3 separate regions of the Sus scrofa genome follow, and all the other regions are linked to region 2. Evidence: chromatin contacts called from public HiChIP or PLAC-seq data. All regions are on one chromosome and are shown on one strand. The core of a region is the stretch at or near the end of the contact, and the rest is flanking DNA. Distances in the headings are between cores, read along the strand shown. Region 1 has its middle 17 kb from the start of MYO18B. Region 2 has its middle 19 kb from the start of CRYBB2. Region 3 overlaps GRK3 (beta-adrenergic receptor kinase 2).

The links. HiChIP or PLAC-seq counts read pairs in DNA pulled down with a chosen protein or histone mark.
Region 1: an H3K27ac HiChIP or PLAC-seq map of skeletal muscle shows a contact between it and region 2. The contact joins two enhancer-like sites. A contact is called at or near these places in 4 of 47 Hi-C or Micro-C datasets (adipocytes, embryonic fibroblasts, epiblast stem cells and 1 more) and 2 of 2 datasets of contacts at active chromatin or transcription factors (alveolar macrophages and skeletal muscle).
Region 3: a contact with region 2 is called in an H3K27ac HiChIP or PLAC-seq map of skeletal muscle. The contact joins two enhancer-like sites. A contact is called at or near these places in 8 of 47 Hi-C or Micro-C datasets (alveolar macrophages, brain, embryonic fibroblasts and 4 more) and 1 of 2 datasets of contacts at active chromatin or transcription factors (skeletal muscle).

Annotation. Positions count from the first base shown.
Region 1 is chr14:43,449,542-43,452,333 of Sscrofa11.1, reverse strand. No RefSeq gene overlaps it. Among named protein-coding and RNA genes, the nearest start is that of MYO18B, 17 kb to the left of the region's middle. Within about 2 kb of position 1,268, at least 9 of the 83 cell types and tissues checked have an H3K27ac peak or open chromatin away from gene starts, as enhancers often do. A contact at or near this core is called in skeletal muscle, where this site is marked.
Region 2 is chr14:43,223,562-43,226,261 of Sscrofa11.1, reverse strand. No RefSeq gene overlaps it. Among named protein-coding and RNA genes, the nearest start is that of CRYBB2, 19 kb to the right of the region's middle. Within about 2 kb of position 1,396, at least 7 of the 83 cell types and tissues checked have an H3K27ac peak or open chromatin away from gene starts, as enhancers often do. A contact at or near this core is called in skeletal muscle, where this site is marked.
Region 3 is chr14:43,429,646-43,432,487 of Sscrofa11.1, reverse strand. It overlaps GRK3 (beta-adrenergic receptor kinase 2), which reads right to left. Exons shown (of 21, transcript XM_001924379.7): 18 at 1,339-1,501. Among named protein-coding and RNA genes, the nearest start is that of MYO18B, 37 kb to the left of the region's middle. Within about 2 kb of position 1,432, at least 1 of the 83 cell types and tissues checked has an H3K27ac peak or open chromatin away from gene starts, as enhancers often do. A contact at or near this core is called in skeletal muscle, where this site is marked.

The DNA.
Region 1 (2,792 bases), core at 19-2,518, 230 kb before region 2:
TGAAGCTTATCTCATGACTCAAAAAAATACATATTTTTTTTTAATAAGCAGCAACCAGGTCCTGTCCAGGGTGATCCTTAAAAATGTCCCCTCACCCCAGAGTTTTATCCTAAAATCCTTCCACGAAACACTCTTGTTTTCTAAGCAGGCAACCAGCAAAGGGAAGAGAGGCCTAGCAGGCTGATAACACCAGAAAGGCCTAAAATAGACAGAAAGGCCAGAGTCCTGCCACCGCAGCCCCCAACGCACATTCCGGAAAACTATGCCCATCAGCTCACAAGGGCCCATAGCAAAACCCAGCCCGACAGGTACCTGGTCTGCGCGGGGCCAAGGTCACAGGATCCACTCCTGCCCAAGGGGGTCTCCCCAGGTCGACGCACGGAGACCCCACCAAGCCCGGAGAGCAGGGACTGAGGAGAAATGTCGGGAGCTCCCCTCCCCACACCACACACACATCCCCTTCCCCGCCTGCTCCTCCCTGTCCTCCCCCTCCCTCGGCGCCAATGTGATAGCAGCAGCTGAGTCCACAAGTCATTTCTAAAATTAGCCGGTGAGCTCCAGGTCTGGCCAGGAGACGGCAGCCCCGGGTGGCCGTTGACCAGGCCATCAGAGCACATGGACATATTTGGTGGCGCGGAGCAGGGGAGGGGACAGCTCCCAACGCAAGCACATTCCCCTCCGCCACCCCTGTCTCCAGCAGCGGGCGGGCCGCACAGCCGCACTGCTGCCTCTGCTCCAGGCAGATAACCAGAGGCCACAGGACTTGGGCGAGGAGGAGAGCCTGGCTCCAGAAAGTAACCTTAACAAGTGCTGGTGTCTCTTGGTAAACAACCAACGAACGGAAACACGTGTGAGGAGGAGGCAGCTGCTGTCACACACACAGAGTCTTTAATGAGCTCATTTCCTATGCTCAAGGCTGATAACCCTAGGAAGTAGGGTTTCCTCACTCCCATTTCACAGACGGGGAAACTGAGTCACAGTCGCACTTACCTGAAGCAGTGGAGAGCCAAGGTTTGAACCCACGTCGTTCCGGCCCCAGAGGACACAGCCTTAAACACTGCGCCAAAGAGGATGCTCTAAAATGTGTTTTGTGTATGCGCTTGTCCGCTACCTGTGTCACCCACTCGGGTCCTTGGATTCTTTAATCCGTTGGAATTGATAAGAGGCCCTATGAGGAATTTGGGCTGGGCTTTAATGGGGCTACGGGAGGAAGGAGGGAGATCAAGCACTACCGTACTCTCCTCTAAGAGGGCGGGCCCGTCCTTAAATGAGATTAGGGAGGTGTGTGGGTTGGGCAGGAGGCGTGGCTTAGGTGGTCTGCTCACGCCCCGCCCCTCCGCCCCCCAACCCCGAGCAGTACCTCGCGCAGGGGTCCTGCGCAGTACCCTGCTTTTGCTCTGGGCAAAAGTTTGTCGCCTATTTTATCTTATTGTTTGTATCTTATTATTCCTAATTGCCCCAACTGTGCCTGCGGGCAGTTATTTTTAGTCTCTTTGTATTCTTTTGTCCAGGTACAAGCACTCCAGTAAAGGGTCCCGGGTCCAACTTAAAGCACCTGGAAAGAGAAAAGTAGGGGCTTGCATAGGTTAAGTATATCATGCATTCCCTTCAACTAAGGAGACTCAAATCCAGGTCTTGCTGACTTTGAAGCCAACAGTTATTGGAACACCACGAGCTGCTTTTCTTAAGAGTCATTTCCACCATTAGACAGGTTGTGACTCTGCTGTCCCCATGGCTGATTGAGCAATAGTTTTCCAAAGGAAACTATTATTTTCTTCTGGGTGTTGAAATTAGTGTTCAAGGGAGTTCCCGTCATGGCTCAGCGGTAATGAACTGACTAGGATCCATGAGGATGCACATTCGATCCCTGACCTTGCTCAGTGGGTTAAGGATCCGGTGTTGCCAAGAGCTGTGGTGTAGGTGGCAGACGTAGAGCCAGCATTGCTGTGGCTGTAGGCTGGCAGCTGTAGCTCTGATTTGACCCTTAACCTAGGAACTTCCATATGCCACACGTGTGGCCCTAAAAAGCAAAATAAATAAATAAGTAAATAAAAATTTTTAAAAAAAGGAAGAAGAAAATGAGTGTTCAGTAGAAGTTCATAGAGACGCAAAGTGTGGGCTGCTTTGGAAATAGCCGTCTATACAATCAACATGAGATTGAGGCGAGTCCCTGGGAGTCCCACGGAGAGTGGCATGGGACATCTTAGGCTGCTCCATGCAGAGAATTTGAAGGTGAGAGGTCCCCTAGAGCTATTTTCTCCATGTCATGCTAGATTGTCTAACATTGAAACGTGAAGCACCTTGTGGCACTTCCTGAAAACTCATTTGCTGGGGCTTTGCTGTCCTTTGTATCTTTTCATGGCTGTTGGTCTTAAATAGTGGGGGCAGATTCTCTGGGCTGGGGGCTGGGGTGGGGTGGGGTGGGGTCTTCATAAACTGAGAGCTGCAGGGATGGTTAAGTTGACTTAAAGGGATGTGTCTGCGCCTCGGGTCTCTGCGGAAATCTGCTTTATTCCCCTGGTACCCATGGCGGGTGGATTTTCAACACCCAGGACAATCCAGTATTGCTCTGACCTCGGCATGATTTAGGGACTTGTAAGCACCATTTTGTCACCGGCTGAGTATTTATCTCTGTCTCCAGGCTCTGTCCCCTAGGTGGGAGGAAAGGACTAGAAAGTGAAGGCACACTGACGGAGTCCCCAGGGAAGGGTGCTGTCTGGTTCTTCCAGTGCAATTAGCAGGGCGTCACTGATGCTATTCTCAGCGTGTGGTCTAAGTGGCCATAGGTTGTT
Region 2 (2,700 bases), core at 147-2,646:
ACCTCTCAGGAGAGCTGAGGTTAAGAGCCCCGCCATAGAATGAAAACATTTATTGGATACTTTTCTTTAGAAGCTAAAGGAGATGGCTGGGATGGCACCAGGGTAGGAAGAAGCATTGACAGTTTAAAAGATAAAATCTACCTTTGTTCCCCAGCAGCTAGGCATCCTGCTCTGGACTCATCACTTCAAACATAAGCCTCACGCACCGGCTTCCAGATGAGAATGTTAAGGCTCAGTTGGTTAAGGCCACACAGCTAAGAAGAGTCAGGGTTCACATCTCACCCCATGACAGATTTCGGAGTCCCATGTTCTGGAAGGAATAATGGGGGAGGGTCACCAATTCAAGAAGGAGATGGAGGAGGGATCAACTCAAGCCCAAGGAGCAAGACAAGATTTCTTTCCTGCTGCCTGGTTTTCCCTAGACTGACAGTCTTTGCCTGGACATGACTGTTTCTAAGGAGGTTGGACCACCCATCCACCCATCCATCCAATATCTATCAAGCCTCAACTTTGCGCAGGGCTCGTGGTTAGATAGAATGCAAAATTAGACCTGGTCCTTGCCCTCAAGAAAACTTTAGTCTAGGAGGGAACTGAAATGAATTAAAGTACCGGACCAGTGTCAACCAACACGTGCGCTTAGGCCTTCAGCAGAGAAGAAAATTGCATGTCCCCAGAGGATTGGCCTCACCTGGGAAACCAGGGAAGACGCTGAGCTGGAATTTGAAGGCTGCTCGGGGGCTAATTAGGCCAACTGGGAGGCCCTGTGGCTGCACAGTTCATGATATGTTCAAAGTGCAGGAGAAAAGTGTATTTATGTAGGGACTAGCCCTCCAAGGTCTTGTGAGTCAATGACTCGGCTCTTTAGCCCAAGGGCAATGGGGAGCCATGGCAGGTTTTAAACGGGGGTGGGGGGTCATGATTGGATTTGCATTTTGAGAAGATTCCCTCTGACTGCTGTGTGCAGAGGGACCCCAGGGGGAGGCTGTTGGGTTTGTGAGAAAAGGGGACGATGCAGCTTGGATTGGGGGATTGGTGAGAAGTAGGTGGATTTAAGAGAAATTCAGGAGGTCAAAGGAGGATGGAAGTTCAGAGACCAACACAGAGAAATCACACACCTGTTCTGCTTCAAGCCTTTCCTTCAGGGCAGTTCTGCCAAAGCCTCTTGATGCTGGAGTCCATCCCCAATCAGCTTCCTCCCAGAGATGGGAGCGAGGTTTTGGTTTTAGGAGGCTTGTAATGGGCTGTGGCTCTGAGGCGGGCTTGCCTTCCAGCCTGGATTTCCCGCAGAGTCTGTCCAGAGGAGCCAGCAGGACACTGGGACCCGACAGCCCAGCCAGCAGCAAAAGCCCCAGTGAGAAGGAGGCTTGGGAAGGACTATTTTAGGCTCCCTATTTTTAAAAGCTCCGGTCAGGGCGCCCTGCCCGCCAGCCTCCCCAGTACTCCAGGCTTCAAAGGGCATCCCCTGAACTTCCATCGGCCAAGCACAGGGCACAGGACTGCACAGTGACTACCAGCAGCCAGGAAAAGGGCCCCCAGAGCAGCCGGGGAGAGTTCGGGGTGTGAGGGTTCAACAGCAGACAGGCGAATGACCCTGGGTCAGATAGAACTCTGGGCTCCAACCCGTTTTTCCATTTTCTCCCAGAGTGAACTTGAGCAAGCCATTACCCCCTCTGTAAGCCTCAGCTGCTCACGTGCAAAACAGGAATAACCCACCGTTTGTTCTAGGGCAGAGAGTAAATCCCCCACCTGTAACAATGTGCTTCTGCCCCGCTTTGATTGACAGGGCCGGGATCCAATCAGGGCCCTGCAGGCGGGCAGCCCTGAAGATGACGCTTTGCTGCCACCTGGTGGCTTGAAAGGGAAGTGGCTCCTAGAGGGCAGGAAGGAGAGGCAGAGCGGGTCCCTTGGATACCAGAGGAAAAGGGGACGCTGTCCATGCTCACATGGTGGGCGTTGGGAGGGTGGGGGAATCAGAGCACAGCCCACCCGGGGCAGAGAAAGAGGGATGGAGGGAGGAAGGTGAAGGAAAAAATAGGAAATGAACGGGGAGATAAAGAGAGAAAAACAGATGGAGAAAGAGAAAGATGGAGAAAGATGAAGTGATAAGAGCAGAAATAAAGACAGGTACCAAGAGAGACAGAAATACACACATATATAGAGACCAATCAGAGAGATATGGGGGGAGGGACAATGACCCCAACCAGATAACATGTCCAGTCTGTTCTTTCACTGAACAGAATGAAGTCTGAGAGACAGAGCATGTCATGGTCCTATGAACACAGGCCCTCTTCCTTGCCTGTGAAAGTCCATTCCTGCCTTGCTTCCCCAAGTGGCAGATTGTATTTTGTAAGGACAGCCCCCATAATATATCTCATCTCATACACTGACCTTCCTCTCATTGACTGGTGGGGGTTTTGTCTCCTCCCCTAGAACCTGGGTCCACCTACAGTAATCCTCTTCCAATGGAGCTTGGAGGAAATGATGCCGTGTGACTTCTGAGACCAAGTCACTAAGATACCAGGCGTCTTCTGCTTCCTCTTGTGACACTTTCTCTGAGAACCCAGCTACCAGGTTGTGGGGAAGCCAGTGACACGGGGTGTCCTCATGTTGGGGGTATCCAATCTGAGAGCTATAGTTGAGGTCCCAGCCAACTGCCAGCACACCTGGCCATGCAGTGGTCCACCCCAGCCTTCAAGCCAC
Region 3 (2,842 bases), core at 183-2,682, 210 kb before region 2:
GCAGGAAGGAAAAGAATGAAGGAGGGAGGGGCCGGGGAGGGTCAGAGGCAATGGGGTGTGGTTTGTGGAGTTGCCATTTTAATGGGAAAAGTGTATACATTTAGAAAGTATATTTAAAGTATAAGTCTTATATTTTTACTTCAGAGATTTAAGCCTAAACGTCATTGTTCTGTCAGGGTGACTTCTGAGATCTTCAACCAAGATCCAGGTATCCCTGAATTACTTATATAGGAAGATAAATTCATTAATTTGCTAGATGTGCTGCTTGCAGCTCTAATTAAAAAGACACTTCAACAAGGTCATTAAGACATGCATTTTTTTTTCTTCTGGGTCCAAATCATCAAGATTCTGGTGACATCACGGCTCTCCCCTGGGCAAGTTACTGCAGGTATAACTTCCTGTGTGTTCTGGCGCCGCAGTCCTGAGTGATCTCAGTGGGCCCATTCTCTAAAGGACAGCTTAGGAATAAGTCCCATTTCCCCTCAGAATGGAGGGGAGCACAGTTAAGGGCTGTCGTGTTCCACTGGTGGTTTTTAGGTAAGGAATCATTCATCCAGGACTGAGGACACCTTTCTAAATAGATGAAATATGCTCCCGGGGAACAGTCAACAAGACCCAGGAATCCTGCATCAAGATACTTCCATCTGGGAATTCCTACTGTGGCACAGCAGTAATAGACACGACTAGTAAGATGTGGGTTCGACCTGACCTTGCTCAGCGGGTTAAGAGTCCGGCATTGCCAATAGCTTCAGCGTAGTTCGTAGATTCGGCTTGGATATGGTGTTGCTGAAGTTGTGGGCCAGCAGCTGCAGCTCCAAGTTGACCCCTAGCCTGGGAATTTCCATATGCTGAACGTGCAGCCCTAAAAAGGAAAATAAGAAAAAAGAAAAAAAGCAAACTGTTCATAGACTGAAACCGTTCCCTGTCATTCTTATTACATATTAACCTCAAAGAGGTCTTTGCTTAGATGTAAAACAGAAAGATGTATTATCATAATCACTCGGTACAATACATTTAAATATCCAAATCCATCATGTCTTAGAAAAATCAAGAGTGACTTCAATGAAACAAACGTTCAAATTGGCCCCCAAACTCTCCAAAGTAAGAAGGCATATTGACAAAAGTACTGCTGGCTACGTATTATTTATTTGTGGACTAAAGACTTTGAAATATCATCTCACACCCAACTTTTCCAAGCCTGATAAAACAAAAACAATTTATGGCGTTTCCCTCCTCTATTAGGAAGTACTTTATGACCCAGATACCGTTTTCAGCTTTACAAGAAATCTTGAAAATTCATTGCATTAGAAATATCTTGAGACACACCAGCTATTTTACCTTCTTCATGGCCAAGTTGCTTATTTTTAGCTCTCTTCCTGGCCTCTATTTTATCCGTGTCTGCATTTACTGCTTCGTAAACTGTTTCCGCCACTTCCTGCTGCCAGCGCTCGGAGATCACCAGAGGGAAGTTCTTGTAGAGTTCTTGGTCGCAATCAAGAAGCTTATTAATTTTAAGAAATCAAGATATTTATGATTTAACATGCTTACAAAGGCAAAAGATTCAAAAGCACCATAACTGTGTGTAGGAAGATAACTAGATGACAACCTATAACCACTTAGGGACAATTTATTCGTCGTCCAAAACCAATGATAATCAAACAACTAGGATACACAAAGGGTGATAACCCTGGGTCGGTTTGGTTCAGCCTAATCTTCTGCAGCACCATTGCTGTGTTTTTACCAATGAAAACGAACATATACAGGGTTTTAGTTTAAGTACTATAAGAATCTGACCACAAAATAAAATTTCAATTACAGTAAGGATATTTTATTTGTAAAACCAGGAAAACAGATCCCTATGGTTTCAGATATAGTTCCAGGAAGGCTTTCTAACCTCCCTCCACTCATCTGGAAAGTAAAAAAAAAAAAAAAGAAAGGTGAACTAGGCTGAATTTACCATTCGTCCCAGGAAGCTTCCAACCAATCCATGCTGAGTAGGGTGATCATAAAGCTTGAGACACATGGAAAGTTTAGGCAACCTGGCCTTTCAGAGGGGCTATCATAAAAATTACCCTTAAAGATAGCATTTCTCTTCCAAACTATTACTCAAAATTCTCCACTCTTCCCCCTCAGTGAGGCTGAGCTGTGACGGGGAGCTGAGGAAATGGCTTTATGCATTTGAGCTACAGTTTTGTGGCAGAAAGGCGAGCGATCGGGCTGATGGAAAATAATACGCTTGTAGAGACAAAAAAGCACAGGTCTCTTTAAAAGCTTGACTCGCTCACTCCCTGGCCTGAGGGATAATTACGGGAGAGATATTATTACGGGCAAGTTATTTAGAAGGAAAAGGGAGAAAGACCAAGAGTGAGGCACTGCCCACAGGCCTTTAGAGAATCATCGAGACACTGAGGGAACCTGAACTCTCCACCCACCCTTAACTGATGTTATTCTGATGTGTTGATTCTGAGATCAAAACATGCACAGTTTTTCCCCTTTGTCTTCTGCAAACTTTGCCCAAACCAAGCCTAGCTCTGAAACCTCTGGTTGTTAGGAGTGTGTGTGAGTGAGTATGTGTGTGTTGCGGGGTGGGGGGGTGTGGTGGGGAGTTGGAGCATCAAGGCCAGAAGAAGGGCACTAGGACAGCTTCTGGAGTGTTTGGCAGAAGTCAAAATCCCTCCTTTCCAAAGCAGGTGCTCTGAAATGGACCACCCTGCTTTGTATACAAACGGTTCCACCTTCATAAGGTCACAGAACCTTGGTCTTTACGAAGGTTCTGTGAAAAATGTGAAAAATGAATAAAACCTTTACATGAAGTGAGCTTTTTTTTTTTCTTTCCCCTTTA